Regions from separate parts of the Mus musculus genome. Here regions 1, 3, 4 and 5 are each linked to region 2. Evidence: chromatin contacts called from public HiChIP or PLAC-seq data. All regions are on one chromosome and are shown on one strand. The core of a region is the stretch at or near the end of the contact, and the rest is flanking DNA. Distances in the headings are between cores, read along the strand shown.

The links. HiChIP or PLAC-seq counts read pairs in DNA pulled down with a chosen protein or histone mark.
Region 1: a FOXA1 HiChIP or PLAC-seq map of pancreatic cancer cells shows a contact between it and region 2. The contact joins two enhancer-like sites. A contact is called at or near these places in 2 of 484 Hi-C or Micro-C datasets (both in liver) and 2 of 115 datasets of contacts at active chromatin or transcription factors (astrocytes and pancreatic cancer cells).
Region 3: a FOXA1 HiChIP or PLAC-seq map of pancreatic cancer cells shows a contact between it and region 2. The contact joins two enhancer-like sites. A contact is called at or near these places in 4 of 484 Hi-C or Micro-C datasets (adipose-derived mesenchymal stem cells, cerebellar granule neurons and embryonic stem cells) and 2 of 115 datasets of contacts at active chromatin or transcription factors (fibro-adipogenic progenitors and pancreatic cancer cells).
Region 4: an HNF4G HiChIP or PLAC-seq map of pancreatic cancer cells shows a contact between it and region 2. The contact joins two enhancer-like sites. A contact is called at or near these places in 2 of 484 Hi-C or Micro-C datasets (both in liver) and 1 of 115 datasets of contacts at active chromatin or transcription factors (pancreatic cancer cells).
Region 5: a contact with region 2 is called in a FOXA1 HiChIP or PLAC-seq map of pancreatic cancer cells. The contact joins two enhancer-like sites. A contact is called at or near these places in 1 of 15 datasets of contacts at CTCF or cohesin (CD8 T cells), 3 of 484 Hi-C or Micro-C datasets (B cells, muscle stem cells and myocytes) and 3 of 115 datasets of contacts at active chromatin or transcription factors (CD8 T cells, fibro-adipogenic progenitors and pancreatic cancer cells).

The regions. Positions count from the first base shown.
Region 1 is chr16:24,093,633-24,096,332 of GRCm38.p6, forward strand. No RefSeq gene overlaps it. Among named protein-coding and RNA genes, the nearest start is that of Gm31583, 4.9 kb to the left of the region's middle. Within about 2 kb of position 1,304, at least 33 of the 459 cell types and tissues checked have an H3K27ac peak or open chromatin away from gene starts, as enhancers often do. A contact at or near this core is called in pancreatic cancer cells, where this site is marked.
Region 2 is chr16:24,489,506-24,492,263 of GRCm38.p6, forward strand. All of the region lies in intron 3 of Lpp (LIM domain containing preferred translocation partner in lipoma), which reads left to right. Among named protein-coding and RNA genes, the nearest start is that of Gm24440, 84 kb to the left of the region's middle. Within about 2 kb of position 1,441, at least 127 of the 459 cell types and tissues checked have an H3K27ac peak or open chromatin away from gene starts, as enhancers often do. A contact at or near this core is called in muscle stem cells, myocytes and pancreatic cancer cells, where this site is marked.
Region 3 is chr16:24,800,153-24,802,852 of GRCm38.p6, forward strand. The region is part of intron 8 of Lpp (LIM domain containing preferred translocation partner in lipoma); the gene reads left to right. Among named protein-coding and RNA genes, the nearest start is that of Mir28a, 26 kb to the right of the region's middle. Within about 2 kb of position 1,354, at least 3 of the 459 cell types and tissues checked have an H3K27ac peak or open chromatin away from gene starts, as enhancers often do. A contact at or near this core is called in pancreatic cancer cells, where this site is marked.
Region 4 is chr16:24,036,321-24,039,020 of GRCm38.p6, forward strand. No RefSeq gene overlaps it. Among named protein-coding and RNA genes, the nearest start is that of Gm46545, 45 kb to the right of the region's middle. Within about 2 kb of position 1,346, at least 12 of the 459 cell types and tissues checked have an H3K27ac peak or open chromatin away from gene starts, as enhancers often do. A contact at or near this core is called in pancreatic cancer cells, where this site is marked.
Region 5 is chr16:24,173,440-24,176,139 of GRCm38.p6, forward strand. No RefSeq gene overlaps it. Among named protein-coding and RNA genes, the nearest start is that of Gm32126, 15 kb to the left of the region's middle. Within about 2 kb of position 1,347, at least 32 of the 459 cell types and tissues checked have an H3K27ac peak or open chromatin away from gene starts, as enhancers often do. A contact at or near this core is called in muscle stem cells, myocytes and pancreatic cancer cells, where this site is marked.

The DNA of each region.
Region 1 (2,700 bases), core at 54-2,553, 400 kb before region 2:
GAGTGGGAGTCCACAGGACCGAGAGAGATATGGGGATTAAAAACGGGCGACTATGAAAGATGAGTTCAGCCATCCCTCATGGAGCCACAGTTCTGAGCAAAATAGGCCCCTCACCAGCATGGGGAGGGGCAGGCTGGGAAGCCCAGTGAGAAGAACCCCCAAAAGCCTGGGAGCCCGGACATGTGCTTCTGGGCCAAGCCCGCCCTTGTTTGCCCAGCCACCCTGAGCCTCCTGTCACTGTGGTTTGAAATCAAAACATCCATTCTTCCACAAGGTCATGAGCGCTCAAGAGTCTTACTGCCTCTGAAGACAACCATTTCTGTCTGGGTGAGTTCTATTTATCAGAAATGTTTCAAAAGCATGCTAATAGCATCCTTAATTGCACACGCCTCAGTGTTCTTGCTGGCTAGCTGATCAGCTATTTGGGACCTGGTTACTGTGCAGTAGGTAATTCCCTGGAGAATTACTGTCCCCACAAGTCTCTGCTGTCTGTTGTACTGCAAAGAAGGCTGGTCCTCTACCCAGTCCTCAGCCTCTCGGCTCACATACCTAGCTCACATTAATCACTCAGAAAGCACATTGGTAACTTACTGCTTAAAAAAGAATGTGGATTTTGGGGTATTTTTTCCCTCTTCTTTAATCAAGGGAGTGTTGCTCACTATTTACTTTATGAGACAGTTGCACACAAATGATTGGGATTAAGTACTGGCTTGACTGAAGTCTTGGTTTTGGCTCACTCAGAAGTGATGCAACCCAAATCCAGTTATTTGCCCTCTCCAGGTCTGTTTCCTGGTACAAAAAAAATTAATAATATTTACTTTATGGACTATTGAGAGAATTAAATTAGGTGGCTTGTCCCATGGGAAGTACCATTAAGTAATTAAGAAGACATCTTTTCTCCACAGTTCAACCTTATCCACAGTCCGAGTCCTCTTTGGTACCGCTGACCATCTTATTGGTCTCAGTTCTGTCCTCGGAGACCATGCAAAGTAGGCCAAAATCCTCTTTCCACTTGGCCGTCTTTCAAGTATTTCCATTTGACCACAAGCTCCATACATGGCAAAGGACCTCTCCCGAGAAATTGAGGTGGGAAGAAAAAAGTGTATTCAGGACTTCACCACAATCTGGAGAGAGAACCAAGGAATCCCAACTTCTGCCCTGGAGTGACTGACCACTTCACACCTACCTCCAAGAACAGAGGGGCCAGCCAGAGCTCTTAGAAAATGGCACTGTGGTAGCACATGGCACCGAAGTGCTGACACATGGCTCTTTGATGTGGGCCTTAGCTCATGATGTTGCTTTATTTCCTTAAGTTCGAAGATAAGCATGGGCCACTAGAACCACTTCAGTGAGGAGCAGAGCGAGCTGCCCCGAAGGCTTTTAGGAATTTTCCCACAGAAGTATTGCAGCCAATTGTGCAAACTTGAAAATGGTTTCATGCAAATCTATTTTGCAAATACGTACAATCTTTTTCTGAATTGTTTTTATAACCCCACATCTCTGCACTATCGAAACCCTCAGATACCTGGTTTCTTCTCTCAGGTGGAAGCAATTTCTGAAGCAAGAGAGGGCTTGACTCAATAACTGAAGACTTGGACAAACTGCTCTATGTGTTAAACGGGCACTGTAAGAAACCTATTTGCTACCCTTCTGCCTGCTTGGGATGTGAGCACTCTGTGATCCCTGGTTTAGAAGTGTGACTGACGGACAATTGGAAAATCCCTTTAACTATGTGGTCCTGTAACTTGTCCCACAGGGAACCTTCTTAGCTCTAGGTGATCTTGAAGCTTGAGCTCCTACCAGGAGTTAGTAGCTTATAGGGGTCAGGGAGGGGACCTTGGCAAGATTCCTCCACTAGGATACTAAGTAGACTCAAAGTTTTCAAGGTTACTTTGAAACCAAGAAGCACTACTTTCCCATCTATATTTATTCTAATGGTGAGGTAGCTTCTGGTGAGAATTTGATTAAACAGTGCACTGAAGGCTGCCGTTCACTGTTATGTCTTGATCAAAATTTCAGGGATGTATTATGTTATTTCCTGTGTGAGACTGGAGAAACCTCCCCTCCATGACTGACAGCCTGGTAGGACAAGCTAAGACTTTAATTTTGACCTCCTGTCAGTCTCAGGGCAGGGCTCAGTCTATTACCATGATGACTAGATCAGAAAGTTGACCTTATTAGTCATTCTTCTCTGTCTATAGACAGTCCCAGGCAATGTTTACGATATGACTTCTAAGAGACTAGGAGTCTATCCATTCCACTTTCTGTACCTGGAGCAGCTAGAGTTCAGAGCCCTCTGTCTCCAGTGATAAGTAGTCTTCTCTCCATGCCCCAGGATAATAACGCTGTGGCTTGATCTGTGCACTGGAAAGCACCGAGCTTCACGGTGAATCTTAAGTCTTTCAAAATATACAGTGTTATTTTAAAATTATGGGGACAATAAAAACTAGCCAGCCTTTGGTTGTGCCAATTTTGTCCCTAAGGTCACACTTATGTGTGGAACCCCCTCCTTGTGACCTGGTGCCATGACTCTGCCTGTCTCCATTTCTCCGTCTAGAGAAGAGAATCTGTAACTTCAAAGACTTAGGCAAGCCCCAAGTACTCTCCCACAGAAACTGGGTGAAAGGCTTTGACTGCTCTGCCCCAATCCCACAACTGCCCTAAAATAGAGTCTGCCTCAGATCCTGCTCATTCAGCTCA
Region 2 (2,758 bases), core at 191-2,690:
GAGGGGAGCTGTGGCATCTGAGAAATGGAACAAGACTAGGATATCCTCTGGACCATAAAGCTGTTCCCTCAAGAAACCTTTTCCCTTAAGTGGCATAAAATGTGACCTGAAGTGGGTCTGAGGTGGAGTAGGGAGGTGGAGTTTGTGGAGAGAAAGTGAAAATGGTTTTCTGGAAACTTCCTTTGCCAACAATTCTGCATAGATGCCTCAATGAAGGAGGTTGGCAAGGCAGAGCTGAGGCGGCAGCTCCCTTGTTGTTTCTGTGTCCTGATCACTTTCCCAGGCTTGCATGCCTTCTTCCTTCCCTTGAGCTTCATTCCAGTTAGTGGCTGCTGAGATTCAGACACAGACAGACAGACAGACAGATAGACAGACAGACAGATATACACAGGATAAGCAGGTGATGTAAATCTGCAATTATCGTTGGGTTAAAAAAGGTTGTGTTAGATGCACGTATGCGTTTGGCTCATCTGTTTCCTATTGGCTGCAATCCTCTCTCCCCGTTAATGCGCCAGTCCTTTGCCATGTCCAGTTGCAGCCAGAAGAGGAGCACTGCCTGGTACAACCGGTTCCAGGGAAGAGAGCAGGACTGTTTTGAAGAGCTGACGTTAGAGGCTTGGCAGGAGTTAGTTTCATAGCCTTTCAGTGTGCACTGTTTTTTAGCTCTTTGTGTTTCTTAACATTGACTGTTGAAGGTTTGCCCAAGAGCATATAAGAAGGAAACTCACCTGTGGGCACATGTTTGCATGTGGATGCAGGCCTTGAGGGAACTTTTGGGGATGCCCATTGTAAGGACCTCATGCTGTGTGTGCCCTCTGGATACTGGCTTTTGGGGAAGGTTTTCAGTGGTGGGGGAAGCTGTGATCACTCTACAGCTGAGCATCCCTGGAGGCTGGCTGCAGAGTCTTCAGTGCTGTGACAGACCTGGGCGCTCTGTGTGAGTGAGAGTGGCCTGTTAGTTTGGTAAAGGAAAGAGAAGTTTCTAATTAAGCCAAAGAGTATAGAAGGGGAATGAAGGTTTGTAGAGGGACGTGGGACTGGCAGGCTGGAATGCATGGGCATGGGGGTGAGGCATTTGCCTCCAATCAACAAATTTTCCAGGGCCTTCCTACAATGCTGGGGACTTTCTTCTAGAAGTTGTGCAGAGCTGTTACAGTGGATTTGGGGAAGGGCTGTTGCAAGATTACTCTGTGTGTGTGTGTATGCTGTTTTCCTTTTTTTTTTTGTGTATTTCAGTCTTTTTAGGAACGGTTACGCAGCTGTACCTCTGGGCAGTGTGCCTGCCTGACTTTACAGGCCTTTCCTTTCCTTGTTCTGCCTGGCTCAGCTCCTTCTCATGCTCCTATAATGAAGTGTGGCAGCAAGGCCCCTGGCGCTGCACTGAGCCCTAGGATCTGACCCAGTGCAAGCCCTTGTGGTTGTCCTCCTCTCCCGCCCTCTTCCCCCTCCTCTCTCTCTCTGTCACCAGCCACCCCCAGCAGCTGCAGCCACAGCCCTCCACTCCCTTAAATAAATAAGCCAGTCGCTCGAAAGGGTTCCAAGCACATTAGTCACATATCCCAGAAGTTTAATACAAAATTATTTTGACAGCGAGCACAAGAAGGTGCTTTCTAGCTGAACGCACAGAACTGGCTTTTTCCAGCTGGGCCTCCTGCCTCACAGACAGATGATACGTTTTGTAGATGGAAAGGCTGTGCGGTGCCTGCGACCGCGGTGCTTGCAACCCTTGGATGTGTAGCAAACTGCTCACTACCAAATGCGTAACCAAATGGGACCAGATATAAAACCAGGGCTGGGACAAGAGAGCTATTTCTCTCTCTTGTTTATTAAAGTCTCAAAAGAACTGGAACAATGACTCCCCCGTCAACGTCCTCCCCAGTGACAGACAGAACACCCTGCTCTCACGGGGCTGTCAGCATGCACCTGTCCCTGGAACCCTCTTTTCCTCTTGGGCTTGTGTCTTCTGGGCTGGGAGGCGGAAGGCGAGAGAAGGGAGAATATCAAGTTTTTATTGTGAGCATAACTTTCTCACTAATAGCTTCCATGAGTCACTGGGAGATTTCTGTTTATTTATTTATCTGGCTCCCTCATCTTTTTAAAACCCAGGCTTCTGCATGTCCTGAAAGTCAGGACAGCTCCAGTGGTCGCAGTGTAGGTGGCTCTTCATGCATCCAGCTGAGTAGTGCTTCCCCAAGTATTTTCTGACTCACTTATGTAGCACTTTTTGTTGCTGTCACTGGGCAGGTTAAAGGGTCCTGACTGACCTTCGGCCACACTTGCTTAGAGCTGATAATGTCCACTTTGGCACATAGAAGGAGGAATGAAGAACCCATGCACACTGTGGCTACCTATGAGAGATTTCCCCTTGGTATTCCACAAAGCATCTGAGGAGTCAGACATGTCTCCTCATACAGCTTGGCTCTTTCCTTTAGGGTCCTGCCTAGAGACAGAAGGCCTTTTCCTGAACAACGCTGCTTATTCTGAAGGTTTCAACTGGTTGTGATAGGGCTGATAAATCCTTTAGCCTCAGTGTTTTCTGTTTCTCTCACTGGGATCCATTTTTAAAAACTCTTAACAAAAATCTCCTTGGCTTCTACCCTGGGCTAAGTCGGCCGTCCACATTGGTTTGTCTCCATGGGACCCACTATAGAAGCCACTGTGTTAAATGCTTCATGTGGAGACTTGGTGACTGTGCCCTGCCTTCTGTCTTTTGCCTCTGTCCATCTCCCAAACCTGAGAACTTGGCATCTGTGCAGAT
Region 3 (2,700 bases), core at 104-2,603, 310 kb after region 2:
GTGGCCTCTTCAGGTTCCATAACCCCAGTGCTGTGAGCCACAGCTAAGGTCACACCTGTTGATTCTTGGGTGCCTTTCTCATCCCAAGTCTCTGTCCTTTTCCTAGCAATATCTCCTACCTCCCCACCCCTGTCAGCTGCAGATTTCCATTCATTCACATGACCATCTGGCCATCCCTCCTGCCCCTCCCCACATCTGATCCCAATTCACCCCCTATTCCCCATCTCCTCAGTTACTTTTCTATTACTGTCATAAAATATCATGACCAAAAGCAACTTAGTAATGAAGAAAGAATTTCAGAGTATTAATATCACTCATTCACAAATGATGTGGCACAGTGGCAATAACAAGAAGCTAGTTGGTCACATTTCATCAGCACAAAGGACACAGATAGAAAAGACAAAACCTGCAAAATGCACCCCCAATGAGGACCTTTCTTCAGCTAGGTTCCTTCTCCTAGAGTTCGATAATCTCCCAATGCAGTGCCACTGTTGAATAATCTCTGAATGCAGTGCCACCATCTGGTCCCACATATTTCAAACACATGAACCTATAAAGAGTATTTCTTATGCCAACCCCTGTATCCTCTCAACTTAGGAAATGCTATATTAGCCAGCGATCATGTTCCATTCTCACGATGCTGGAAGATGGTGACATTGTGATCCTTTCTGCTTGCTCTATTGCTGGACTGATGAACTAGTATTTGAGGTCACCTGTGTAACGCTGAAGACAAAAGAGTCACTTGGTAATCCCCTGGGGCCCTATTTTCACATAGCACTTAGGTTTGAAAGTTGCAAGAGGATTTAGTGAAATAATGATGGAACAATTTGGAGATTTGTGTTCTTTCAGGAAATACAGGTGTTCTTAGTAACCACAGAGCTGGCAGTCTACTGTGCATTTCTGCTTTGCATGTCCAAATATAAACTAGATGCTTAATGTCTAACAATAGCAGTTATCGCCTATTAAGCTGCTTATGGTATAAAATAATGTATTCTATATCACTCAAAGTTCTTTCTATAGCATTGTACTGGTTATATATGTCGAATGCCTCTTTCACGAGGTCTTTATGATCATGAAGTATATTGCCTGGAATATGTTATCATAGATGGAGAACGTAGTCACAGCCAGTAGCCATAAAGCCTGCACTGCTTTCTAGCAAAGCAACCTTCACATGCTGTCTGATTTGAAGTCTTGCATCTTTAAGATAGGATCCTAGTGTTACACACAGCTATCTGTGTAGATGTATAGCTCACACATTTACAAGAAAAGGAACCAGGGTGACTTTAGTATAGTTCTCTGCCATTCATTTATTTCAGGAATGTTTCTTTGGGTGTGTTCCAAAGTATATTTGTATAGTAAAAGTCTTATCAGGCAAGCTGGCAAACTAGTGGCTTGGGGCCCCAGTAGAAGAGACACACCGGTTCTCGCTGATCAGTTCTTCGAGATTACTTCAAATCCCTGTTCACTTTTACAGTCTGGCAACACTTCTCACAGAAACTCATTACACAGATCAATGTCTGACAAGATTATTTTACTTTGATTTTATGCAATGTGTTTTGCTTGTGGTTTGGATCTTGTGCCATACAAACACCTTCTCCTGCGCACAATTCCAGTGCTGGAAAGCTGATAGAATCTTTTTAACTTTAATGTTCTTTTCCCCCTTAGTCTTCATTGATTCCCTTTTAATTTCTCTGTTCCTTATCATAGGCATAAGCATATTATTGATTGTATTGATTATGTCTTTTAAAACTAATGAAGTGAAGAGATATACCTCATCTCTATGCAGCTGGCTTCATTTTGCTTTTGTGACATCCTCACCTGCTCATGAGTGTGGCTCACAGTCCTCTGGACCGGATTATCATTCTTATTCAGATGATTTCCCCCAACAATGTATTTATTGGTTCTGCATTTGCATATGAAAAGAGAACCTGAGATGCTTGTCACAGTTCTTTAAGGAAGCTTTCACTCTTTTCCAAATCAGCATCATTTTCTAATGTGTACATGCAGTCAAGTGTATAGGGCAAATATTTGTCTATTGTTTAATTCTCTTGCTCACAAGCTCCTTTTAAGTACTTAGTGCCCTTTTATACATATGTACAATGACTGTAGGAATTGTTAAGTGGTTAAAAATCAAAGCACAATAATATACTTCAGCATTTCTGTTAAGTTTTTCATTCACTTATTTTAGGCCCCAAAAATAAGCATCATAGAATGTCCTTTCTGATATAAAGTAGAGTTCTCATGTGTGAATAAGTATCTCTGTGTGTGTGTGTGTGTGTGTGTGTGTGTGTGTGTGTGTGTGTGTGTGTGTGTGTTTGAGAGTGTTTACCACAGTTTCCAGTCATTCACCAAGAATGCAGTTGTTGTATCCTATGAGAGCATTTCAGGAAGCTGGCAGTCTTCTGAAGCGGGTGGGCCACTGCATCTTTTTTTTTTTTTCCATTTTTTATTAGGTATTTAACTCATTTACATTTCCAATGCTATACCAAAAGTCCCCCATATCCACCCACCCCCACTCCCCTGCCCACCCACTCCCCCTTTTTGGCCCTGGTATTCCCCTGTACTGGGGCATATAAAGTTTGCAAGTCCAATGGGCCTCTCTTTCCAGTGATGGCCGACTAGGCCATCTTTTGATATATATGCAGCTAGAGTCAAGAGCTCCGGGGTACTGGTTAGCTCATAATGTTGTTCCACCTATAG
Region 4 (2,700 bases), core at 96-2,595, 450 kb before region 2:
TTATTGACATTCTAACTACTTATTAGAATACAGTGTTCTAAGTCTTCCAGGGGGACATCAGCAAAGTGCTCACAGGACTTTCATAGGAAGTAAATTTTAGCCTTCATACAAAGTGATTAAAGAAGGCTCTAAGGGGAAAGAATTTGACCTGGAAGTTAGAAGGTAGGTTCCTGAAGCATAGCAATGACTCCTAAGGGCCCTGATACAGAGAACAGTACGGGCACACCCACAAGTTACTAGAAAGCAAGTTTTAAAGAGGCCGTGTCTAGGGAGTGGCTACCAAATGTGAAGGCAAATCCCTTCTAGAAGGTACTAAGTCCATTCTGGTGGGAAATGCATTGATAATTGGACATTATGCTCACTGCAAGTCGACATCTTGTACCTCTCTCTTAGAGTAGGAACCCTGACCCTTTGAAATAATTAGCATCATGTGTGTAAAGAATAAATTACCAGGGTTCAAAGACAGGTACACTAAATTCAGTGGTTAAAAGATATGTATCCTTCTTAGCTCTATCGACATAAATGGAACCGAGAGTAAAGAGCACTTAAAATAGGAAGAGACTAGGAGAGGTTGCAGTTCTCTCGGGAAAACTCTGTCTTATGTATAGATTTGCAATGATGATCATGGTCCATTTGCCCTTCCTGGCCTTGGTCATGTTACTTTATTGCTAAAGGTTCATCTTTCTTTCCTGAGAGTTAGGGGAAAGAAATTCTGCACACATTGAATGTTTGTGTTGAAACGGGAAGGTGTCTTCTGCCAAAAAATTAAGAATCTTTGCTCCATTCCCTTCTGTGTTTTTATCATGCCCCATCACTTCTTCTTAACAGAGGCCAAGACACATTAGTTGCTATTCAATTGCTGTGATAAAACACCATGACCAAGGCAACTTATTTTTTAAGAAAGTATTTAATTGGGCTCATAGTTTCAGAGGTTTGGAGTCCATGATGGTTGAGCAAAAGTGTGGAGGCGGGAAAACCTGGAGCAGCAGCTGAGAGTGAATAACTTAGTCTAGAAGCAAGAGGCAGAGTGAGAGAGACCACACTGGGAATTGTGTGACTCCAGGAGCCACACCTTCTTCAAAAAGGATAAGTCCCTCTCCCATCCTTCCCAAATACTTCCACTAATTGGACATCAAGTATTTAAACATATTAGCCTATTTGATGCCATTTTCACTCAAACCATCACACAAGACAATTTGCTGTATCACAAGATTGATACCAGACTCCACCCCCAAGTGCCCCCACTATTGTAAATAGTATTGATTTGGACTAGTGAGACACCCACCTGGATGAAGGCTCAGCCACCCATCCTAAAGAATGTTGATAGTTACTATGATTCAGATATGATTCACCACCCAAGAGTTCAAAGGTTTTGGGTTTGGCCCTCGGTGACTCAAGGTGGAGGTTGGACCTCTGTCTAGGGATTTTGAGGTGCTGCTTTTGGAAAGAATTAAGGCCATTTGTCTTAGTCAAGGTTTCTATTCCTACACAAAACATCATGACCAAGAAGCAAGTTGGGGAAAAAAGAATTTATTCAGCTTACAATTCCACATTACTGTTCATCACCAAAGGAAGTCAGAACAGGAACTCACACAGGGTAAGAGCTTGGAGGCAGGAGTGGATGCAGTAGCTATGAAGGAATGCTGCTCACTGGCTTGCTTCCCCTGGCTTGCTCAGCTTGCTTTCTTATAGAACCCCAAACTATCAGCCCAGGGATGGCACCACTCAAAATGAGCCCTTCCACCTTGATCACTAATTGAGGAAATGTCTTACAGCTGGATTTCATAGAGGCACTTTCTCGAGAGAGGCTCATTTCTCTGTGATAACTCCAATTTGTGTCAAGTTGACACACAAACCAATCAGTACCCCATTCATACAGGATCCTGAGTTAGTTCTCATGAAAACGAGTTAGTATAAAATCTTGATCCTAAGGGCTGCCAAGATCACTGAGTGTTTCAGAGTACTTGCTGCTCTTTCTGATGGTCCAAATTTAAGTTGACAGCATCCACATCAGGCAGCTCACAACCCTATGGATTTCCAGTTCTTAGGAAATTCCTTCTTCTGGCCCTTACAGGAACCCATATTCACAAGCACATACATGCGCACACACATATGCACACATATATGCACATAAATAAAAATAAAATAAATCCTAAAAAAATAAAAGTCTTGATCCTGTTCTCTAAGTCACTGAGTTTCTCTCTAACCAAACTATCTCTCCCTTTCACATGAACTCCTGCCATTCTGCTGCCATCTGTGGTAAGGCATTGGCCAAAGCAACTGAACACCAATGCTGTGCCATCGAACTACTAGAACGATACGTTAAATAAACACACTTATTGTATAATTTCTCCAGGCTTGGGCATTTCATTACAGTAACAGAATCATATTAATGCAGCAGATCTCAGGAGACACACCAGTGTATACTTTGAAGTGACACTGGATATATTCTCAAGATGTTATATGTCCATCAAGGGTTGAGCTTCCCCATTGAACTTAGGTTTCAGAATGCCAGGGGGTACCCCTGTTATGGAGTTACTGATGAACTGAGGGGAAACACTGTTTTGGTATCAATAAAGAGGACACAGACCAGTGGTTCAAGAAGATGCTGAGTCACATCGGCTGTGTTACTCATTGTTATGTAGACCTGGCCAAGCCACTTGTTCTCTAGGTTTCAGTCTCCCTGTTCATAAAACTAAG
Region 5 (2,700 bases), core at 97-2,596, 320 kb before region 2:
CCAGACATCCCCATATATACCGAGGTAGGATTAAGGGAGGTCCATTTGGAGTAGACTGAAAGTCTGAAGCTGGGCTTGCACTTGCAGAACTAGGAATGGTGCACAGGCACAGAACACAAGAGAAAGTGAACAGTGGAAAAGTACAGGAGCAGGAAGACTGAGTAGCTTCACCTGGCTGGCGTGCAGCACTGCGTGCTCAAACCGGAGCAAGAGGGAGAGGACTGAACAGGAAGGTGGAGATCCAGGTAGGGGTGTATGGAGCCGAGTGGGGAGACCAGTTGGGAGCCTTTGGAGACTTGAGAGGGCGGGGGCAGCGAACACTATAGGCAGAGACAGAAGAAACGAGAAAGGTTTCAACAGAGTTGCCTGGATTCTTCCAACTTCTTGACTCACACTGTTCCCTGCCCACCTGCCCGCCTCTTAGAAAGCTTATCTTTTGATCTTCCAGGTGCATGACTTTCTGCCCAATTACTTGTCTTCAACCCCTCCAAGCAGGTCAACCATGCAGCTCAGGAGTCTCATTGTCACACTTGGCCTCAGTTGCTCCTGCCACTGTCTACCTTGCCAGTACTCTGCATTAGAGTCCCAGGAGAACAGTAGCTTGAAGTCCCCCAGGTTCTTACATGAAGGCTTGCTCATAAGATGCTACATGAGGACCTGAAGACAGTTTGAGCACAGGATGGCAATGGGGAAATCACCCTCTTTCCAGGTCTGTTCAGTGGACTAGTCCCAGTTGTAGCCCATCACATCTACTCTTAGAGGATTCGAATGGGGACAAGAGGGACAAGGGAACCAGATCAGGAGGAGTAAAGGACCTCGTTTTGGTGAAGGAACCCACTCAGCCACAGCCACCACTAGTCCTAAGAATCACTGGCTAAGAAATTCAGAATAGAGAAAGTAAAAGTGCGGTCTTCACTGAGCAAGGGGACCTTGGGCCTCTCGGTCTCTCTGAGCATCAGTTTTTACCTTTGTAAGATGACAATTATGACATATGCCTTATGTATTTTCCTGGGCTGTTTTCAAGCTAGGAAAGACAGAAATTACCATGTTCTGTCTCAGCTGCTTCCTCCTACCCCTCTCTCCAGAACAGGCAGGTATGGAGATGAGAGAGATGGAGAGGGAGAGGGAGAGGCAGAGGGAGAGAGGCAGAGGGAGGGAAGAGGGGGAGGGAGGAGAGGAAAGAGGGAAGAAGGGAGGGACGGAGAGGGGAAAAGAGAAAGAGAGAGAACCTACTATCTGGAGAGTGCAGACTGTGGTGCACCCTTGGTTCCACAACAGCCTGAGCACTAGCCTGTTCTGCTCATGTGACTGGTTCCCACAGGGAGCAAATGGCCCATGATCACAGAGTGAGTCAGAGGATAAATCCAAGTTGGGAGGATCCCAGCCTCCCAGCCTCTGTTTTTCACCACCCCTACACCTGTGGCTTTCTAAAAGGAAGGTCACAAGAACAGAGTCTGTGGCCCAAGGACTAGACTCACTTGACTCCTGAATTGCTGCTGAATACTTACATAATTGGAAGGGACGAATGACTTAGCCTCGGGCTAGATCAGACACCATTTTTAAAAACCATCATTTGGAATCCTGGATAACCCTCCCTAAAATGTACAGCACTCATGCACTGAGAAGACAGTTCAGGGTCCAAATCGGGGGCTTCCTACCATACTCCTTTTTTTTTTTTTTTTTTTTTTTTTGTCCTTAGGTGCTAGTTGGCTCCAAGGAGAAGAAATGGTCCTGTGTACTAGCTAGTGACTATCCTTTATCAAAGGCTTTGTAGGTGTCAATCCTCCTAGACACACCTTACAGAAACCTACTTATGTCGTCCTCTTCACAACTAAATGATAAGTTAGGATACTTCTATTCACAGGAAAAGGGAGGAGGGGAGAGGAAAACCTAAAGTGTTAACCTGGACAACACAGGTGTCTTGAACTCTTGCCTCCTCAGACTGCTCTAATCACAGAAGTTCCCATAAACAGCTGGTGCTGTTCCCGTTCCTCCTCAAGACCACGACTGTTGAACAACAGATGCCTTTCTCCCTCCCAGGAGTCTAGGAGCAAACTCTGCCTCAGCCACGAGCTTGAATGTTTTAGTCTGCTGGTTAACTCACCATTCCACAAGCATTTCTCAAGGACAACACTCTGTGGGGTTCCAAGAGGCTGGGCCACTCCCTTGCCTTCAAAGCTTTGAAGGTAAGCAAGTAGCAATGGAGCATATTATCAACTCCAATCGAGGGAGGGCAACTTGGGTCGCAAGACGGAATTAAAGGCTCCTGTCTAGAGTTTAGAACTTAGCGAAGAGAAAAAGAGATTATGTGCACGCAGCAAGAGCATCTAGAACAGTAAGCCAGGCCAATGATATGGGCAGAGGGCAAGACACAAGGGAAACGAGACTGGAGCTCAAGCCAGGGCCAGACCAGCTTTAGTGGGCCTCTCAATACTTCCACAGCCCTCTGGTCCTACTCCATCCCAGACTTAAGTGCCGTAGCTTCCCAAAACCTCAGTTTCCCCCTCTGTACAACAGAAGCCAAGAATGCTCCCTATAAGGTGACTACTGGAAGGCTGGGCCAGGAGCATCCCCTAGGCTAGGGATGCTTAGTCTCCCCAGGCTAGCAAGGCAATGTAAATCATAGCTATTTATAATGGAGCAAACTGAGGCTCTGAAAAGGCATTGCCTCAGCAGCCAAGCACTCCCTCTGGAATCCTG